Linked DNA regions of Ovis aries: region 2 is linked to region 1. The links are chromatin contacts, called in public Hi-C maps. All regions are on one chromosome and are shown on one strand. The core of a region is the stretch at or near the end of the contact, and the rest is flanking DNA. Distances in the headings are between cores, read along the strand shown.

Evidence for each region. Hi-C and Micro-C count contacts between places; a contact is called where the count stands out from the background.
Region 2: a Hi-C map of hypothalamus shows a contact between it and region 1, with 5 times the contacts expected there. The contact joins two enhancer-like sites. A contact is called at or near these places in 2 of 16 Hi-C or Micro-C datasets (hypothalamus and tail adipose tissue).

What each region holds. Positions count from the first base shown.
Region 1 is chr15:40,660,644-40,664,044 of ARS-UI_Ramb_v3.0, reverse strand. No RefSeq gene overlaps it. Among named protein-coding and RNA genes, the nearest start is that of USP47, 57 kb to the right of the region's middle. Within about 2 kb of position 2,069, at least 4 of the 54 cell types and tissues checked have an H3K27ac peak or open chromatin away from gene starts, as enhancers often do. A contact at or near this core is called in hypothalamus, where this site is marked.
Region 2 is chr15:41,468,647-41,471,962 of ARS-UI_Ramb_v3.0, reverse strand. No RefSeq gene overlaps it. Among named protein-coding and RNA genes, the nearest start is that of ZBED5, 76 kb to the left of the region's middle. Within about 2 kb of position 1,837, at least 43 of the 54 cell types and tissues checked have an H3K27ac peak or open chromatin away from gene starts, as enhancers often do. A contact at or near this core is called in hypothalamus, where this site is marked.

The sequences.
Region 1 (3,401 bases), core at 820-3,319:
ATAATGTCATTTTCAGCAACAGGTTGGACTTAGAGATTGTCATATTGAGTGAAGTAAGTCAGACAAAGACAAATATCACTTAAATGTGGAATCTAAAAATAATCATACAAATAAACTTTTTTACAAAATAGAAATAGAGTCACAAATAGAGAAAACAAACTTAAAGCTGTGTGCGTGCTAAGTCGCTTCAGTTGTGTCTGACTCTTTGCAACCTTATGGACTATACAGCCCACCAGGCTTCTCTGTCCATGGGATTCTCCCATCAAGAATCCTGGGGCAGGTTGCCACGCCCTCCTCCAGGGGATCTTCCCAACCCAGGGATTGAATCCACGTCTTTCACATCTCTTGCATTGGCGGGCGGGTTCTTTACCACTAATGCCACCTGGGAAGCCCCCAAACTTAAAGCTACCAGGAAGGAAAGGGGGAGGGATAAATTGGGAGATTGGGATTGATATATACACACTAATATATATAAAACAGATAACTAATAAGGACCTACTGTATAGCACAGGGCACTTTACTCAACATTCTGTAATGACCTACATGGGTAAAGAATCTAAAAAAGAATGGATATATGTATATGTATAACTGATTTACTTTGCTGTACAGCAGAAAGTAACACATTGTAAATCTACTATACTCCAATAAAAGTTGTTTGTAAAAATTCATAGGAAATCTTCAGCTATTTGCTAAGAAAATCAAGATTCAGATTTTATCCAAGATTAAACACCCAGCTAGTCACCAGTAGATGAGGATTTGGATCAGGATTGTCTGATTTCAAGCTTGTGCTCTTTAATAAATACCATATAATACTATTCCTTTGCATTGGTTCCTAACTAGCCAGTGACTTGGGATCATTCCTCTGAAGGTGGAAGGGCTTATCTAATCCTGTTCCTACTTCTGGAACTCCTTTTCAAGAAAGCGGACTTAGTTCTGTTCCCACACAAATCCATGGGGACTTCAGAAAGTCATAGACTAGCAGAGCAGGAAGAAGCCTGTGATGCCATTCAATCCATCCCCTGCTTTATCAGTGAAGGATGAGTTACTTGCACAGGGTCATACAGGAAGAAAGGGACAGTATAGAATCTGTTCTCTACCCAGCACTGCCTTAGCCATAAAAAATTCTGAACTTTGTTAGATGATCTAAATTATTTAGCAAATTGTTTAACAGATTTAAGCCATTTATACAAAATCAGGAGATGAATCTATTTTAATCAAACAATCTGATACTGTACAAAATAGCCAGGGGTAGGTCTGTATTGCAAACACACTCCAGCTTTAATTACCAAATTAAATGGAGTGATAGCCAGCCCCTCGTATTTGTCACAAGAAATATTCAGTTTCTTAGATAGTTTATTTTCTATGTTGATGCTTTAGATAATAAGAAAGGGAAGAGGTAATCTGTTCTTGTCGCAGAATTGTTACATAAAAAAATGAAGAAACACATTAAATTTCTATATCCATCCTCCAGACTGTAAATCTGGTGTTTTTCCATAATAGCATCCATCGTCTCTCAATCAACAGCTCTGGGGCACAACCACCTGGCCAGGTTCTGGGGCAGATGTCCTCTGCCATGCTGGCTTTCTCTGTCCCAGAATACAGCCTGAGTTTCTTAAGAATATCAATCAGACAAAATATCAACAGATTTGAGACAGCAACATGACTATAAGGCTGGTAGAGACAGGTGTGATTCCATGAAAAGAGTCAAAGTTCTAGTAGTTCCAGACCCAACTTCACCTCTTAGAAACAGTACAACTTTCAGATCTTTAACTTTCTAAAACTCAATTTCTCCATCTTTAAGATGCGAGAAATATTAACAGTTGCCTGCAGGACAGCTTGTGAGGTTTAAACAAGATGACTGTTGAGAAAATGTACAGCACGGGAACTGGCACTTAGTAGGAGCTTAAATCTTTTTTTTTATTATTGAAAACATATGGCAAATAACGTTGTTTCCTCTAAAACTGATCTGGGGTAATCTATTTCTTCCTTTCGTCAAATACAAATAGGAAGGAACTGAGACGCTCATGGGCTCTCACATGGCCAATCTCTGTTCTAATGCTGCCACCTGCTGCCAAACAGCCGACATCCCATGTTATTTCAAGGGTTGCCCTGAAATAATGGGATGTGACTAGACATATTCCTTGCCAGCATACTTCACTTCATTCCCATCCTTCAGACCTGGACCAAGGACACACTGGCCTTGTCTGGTCCTGACATTACAGCTGAGCTTCCTTAGCAGGAAGGACTTTTTCAACAGAGCCACAACTATCAAGCCCACAGGCCCCAACTAGAGAGCCGGTGCACAGGCACAAAGGATTCCACACGACGCAACGAAGACCCATTGCAGCCAAATAAATACATCACTAGTTGTGTTTTTTTTTTTAAGTGGTACACAACATCCAAATACATACATGATTATTTTTTTTTAAGAAGTGGTACACAACACGCATGTTCTGCTGAAACTGCATAATGTGAGCCACACTGGGTTCTGTAAAAATCAGATTATCTACCAGTGCTTAAATATCGCATTTCACCTGAAAATGTGCATTTTCAGACTGTTAAAAATCTAAGGTTGTGGCAATACACGACCCACAGTTAGCTAGAGCTGAGTAGCAAATGCCCCTTTAGCCTGAGCAGGCCTTGACCAGTTTGGCACTACCCATCCCCACTGGATTTTAGGCTTGACCCGTCTCACTTGGTAAGATTACCTTGTTGACCCCTGGTCCCAGCTCTACACAAACTGTTGTTTCCCTTACCTCCACCACAAAGTCTTGTGGAGAATAGAGTGGCTCTATAAATAGAGTAGGACTGATTTACACTTTCAAGTAATCATAATGATTAGTAATTACCAAGTATTTAGTTTACATCAGGCACAGAGAAGAGCATTTTGACCCTAACTTTTGACCTCAAAAATATTTTCATCCCATTGTGTATTCAGATCTGATGAAATATTAAATCACTAACATCCAATTCATAATAAATCTTACTTGCAGAAATTACCTATCCGAAACAAACACTGCAATGGCAAAAACTTCAAATAAGAAAATATATTATTGATTTTTAAATGACTAAAAGAATCACATCCTGGTGGTCCAGGGATTAAGATTCTGTACTCCCAACACAGGGGCCCAAGGTTCAGTCCCTGGTCAGGGGAGATCCCACATGCTGAGTCCATAACCCCTCTACCCACAGAAAAAGAATCACTTCTTCTAGGTATTATTAAAAACAATAAAATATGAACTCAAAATTTTATGCGAAAAAGTAGAATCTTCTTCACAAAATTTTAATCTGATCATTTGACCCATGGGTATTGTACTTGTGAAAAGTAATGGCCTTGGAAATTCCCTGGTAGTCTAGTGTTTAGGACTCAGGAATCAGTTTCCATCCCTGGTAGGGGAACT
Region 2 (3,316 bases), core at 588-3,087, 810 kb before region 1:
TGTTGTTGGAGTTTGAATAGCTTGGGAAAAAATTCATTAGAGAAAAAATTTGCAAGAAATCAAAGGAGACTGGACACACCATTTGTTGGTCTGGATTGCCTTTGTGATCCTTGGCTGCCAGGGGAGTTCCTATTCACCTTTCAAAAACCCAGCAGGCTTCACCTTCTCTGTGAAGCCTTCTCACCCACTCTGTCCACTTATACCCCAACCCCCCTCACCCCTCTGTTTGTCCATAGCGTTTTATATCAGTAGGGAGCAGTAATTTGAGGTCAGTTAGGCAGTTTAGGAATCCTAGCTTTGCTATTTGTTAGTTGTGCAGTTAAGTTATATAGCTGAGCCTCAGTTTCCTCATCTGCAAATGAGGATTGAAATAAGATAACAAAATGCTTTTGCCAATTTACAGCATTTGCTCATTTCTTATAACATGCTCAATGTTTCCTTTCATAATTATCCATTTTTATGGATAATTTATCATTTATCACATTGTATTTGCCGCTTAGTTGTTTTTCTCTCTCACCAGCCCATATAGGGCAGGGACAACCGTTCTGCTTATCTCTGGCACCCACTGGGCTCTCAGTTAAATGTTTACTGAAGAAGGGAATGGAGTGAGCTGCCTGGAGATCTGGGGTAGGGGCTCCTTGAGCTCTCCTTTTCCCCTGCAGCCCTAGCTTTATGCTTACTGGCTAAGCCCCCAGTGGGCCCCACTATCACCCATAAGCCTGTTTGGAGTCTTCTGACAGCTTCTGCCCTGGAAACAAAGGCTTCTGCAGGCATCTGGTGAGGGCAGAACAGACCTGAACTCCCTGCAGTGCCCGGCCTTCTCGGATGGCTCAGCCCCTGTGGAGCCAGTTAGGCCCTATTGGCCCAAGGAGGGCCTAAGGCTGTGGCTCAAAGTGCTGGAGTTGACGGCTTTTCTGCAGGGCTGGCAGGGTGGCTGCGCTCCATAGGGAGGCCCCTTGGCTTCTCACTTGGGTGGCCTCCGAGCAGGGACCGGCCCCTTTGGCTCTGCTCCAGGATTTCTGCAGTTTGTCTGAAGGAAGCAGAGGGGGCCAGGGGAGGCCTCCGGGCCTACATTGGCAGGACCTGAGGCCCAGCCCGAGGAATAAGATCCCCCCACCACTGCAGGGAGCTGGGGAGAGAGAGCTGCAGGGCAGCTCTGGGAGAACAGTCCCCAGCAGCCTGGGGAGGCAGCCCTCAGGAGGGAGGTGGGGCGGGATTTGAGGGGAGAAGCCTTTAATGAAGACTCAGAGGAGAAAGAAGCCTAAGGGATACAAGCGGGGAGGCTGGTGGCAAGGGCCCAGAGGCCCCCAGGCCTTGAGGCTCTGACGCAGAGAGGAGGGAACCAGGGCAGCCAACTGACCTCCTTCCGGGAGTTGGGGAGAGGCCAGGGAGGAAGTGATGCTGGGTTCCAGGAGGGAGGGCGGCAGTGAAGGCAGGGGAGAAGAAGAAGGGAAGTGGGGAGAACAGAGGAGAGAGAGAAAGGCAGAGAGACAGAGACAGAGGAGAGAAACAGAAAGACAGAAAGGGAAGCAGAGAGAGAGCAGCAGACACACACGCACACACACGCATGCACGCACACACCCACACACACGTACACACACACACATGCACACCACACACAAATCAACAGAAAGAGAAGGAGAGCTGGCTGCAGAGAGGGAGTGAGGTGGGGAAGGGAGAGAAGGAAAGAGGCAGGGAAACCTAGAGAGAAGCGGGAGGAGGATAAAGGGGGAAGGGAGGGGGAAGAATGCTGGGAGGGGAGCAGAAAGGCAGGTGGGGTGAAGAGACTGAGCCAGAGCTGGAGGGGAGGCAGGCAGCTGTGAGGCAGAGGCTTGGCAGGCAGCCTAGAGGAGGAGGAGGAGACTTTGAGGAGGCCTGTCTGCAGTTGTGACAGAGAGCACTCCCTCTCTGATATCGCCAAATAAAAAGGCTCAACAGTCCAGGAAGTCATGTTCCTTGGTCTGCGGGTCACTTGGTCAACAACAGGGTGGGTTATGCCCTGACTGCTGGTACTTCCTGGAGGTGGCAGTGGGAGCGGGCAGATTCATTGCCTGGGTGCTGGCTGAGGGTCACAGATGGAAGGAGGTGGTGTTTGTTTATTCTTTTACTTGCTCGACAAACATTTACTGAGCAACTGTGCTGGGCGCTGCCCCAGGCTCTAGGGCTTCAGAGACACAGCCTCAGCCACATCTGTGAGCAGTCTAGTGGGGGATACAGATGAAGCACAGGTCCCAGAGGTGCAACCAGGGTCCAGTTACTTAACTGCTCTGTGCCTCAGTTTCCTCATCTGGAAAATGGGGTTTATTAGGAGACCTATTCTATAGGGCTGTTTTGAGGATTGAATGAAATCATTTATGTAAAGAACTAACTTGGTGCCTGGCACAAGATTATATCCTGAAATCTGAAAGGGTTTACCTATCAGTATGTATATGTTTTAAAATTTATTTATTTATTTCATTTTTGGCTGTGCTGCGTCTTCATTGCTGCCCTTGGGCTTTCTCTAGTTATAGTGCATGGGGGGCTATTCTCTGGTTGCAGTGTGAAGGCTTCTGATTGCAGTGATTTCCTTTGTTACGGAGCTTGGGTTCTAGGCACACAGGCTTCAGTAGTTGTGGCTCACTGGCTTAGTTGCCCCACGGCATGTGAAATCTTCCTGGACTAGGGATCAAAATTGTGTCGCCTGCATTGGTAGGCAGATTCTTAATCACTGGACCATAGGGAAGTCCCCTTATCAGTGTTTTTGAGCTGTTGGGTCTTGAAAGAGAAGACAGTCAAGGGGGAGCAGAAGCGGAGGAACCTCCCAGGCAGAAGCCACAGAATCCATAAGAAGGAAGGGTGACTAGGATGTGACCCGATGGCTGTGGGGCTAATGAGAGTGGTGGGAGTGGGAGTCACCTGCAGTAGCATTATCCTGGGGGAGGGGCTCGCTGAATATTCAGGGCCTTGGGCCCCTCTTTAAGCCTCTGGGCAGGGCTTGGAAATCTATGTTTTAGCTTGCTCCCAACCTCCCCGCACCTCCGGCCAGTTCTGCTACTCCCCTTCCCTCCACACTAGCCCAAGGCCCTGGCCTAGTTCAGGGGTAATTGTGTGATTACAATAAACAGCTTTCTAGTGGATCCAGCCCCGCTGGAGTCTCACCTGTAATCTGATCCTCCTTTAAAAGAGGTCTTCTGTGGGAGAAGGCAAGGGTGGGATGATTTGGGAGAATAGCATTGAAACATGTATATTACCATATGTGAAACGAATCACCAGTCCAGGTTCGATTCATGAGACAGGGTGCTCAGGGCTGGTGCACTGGGATGACCCTGAGGGATGG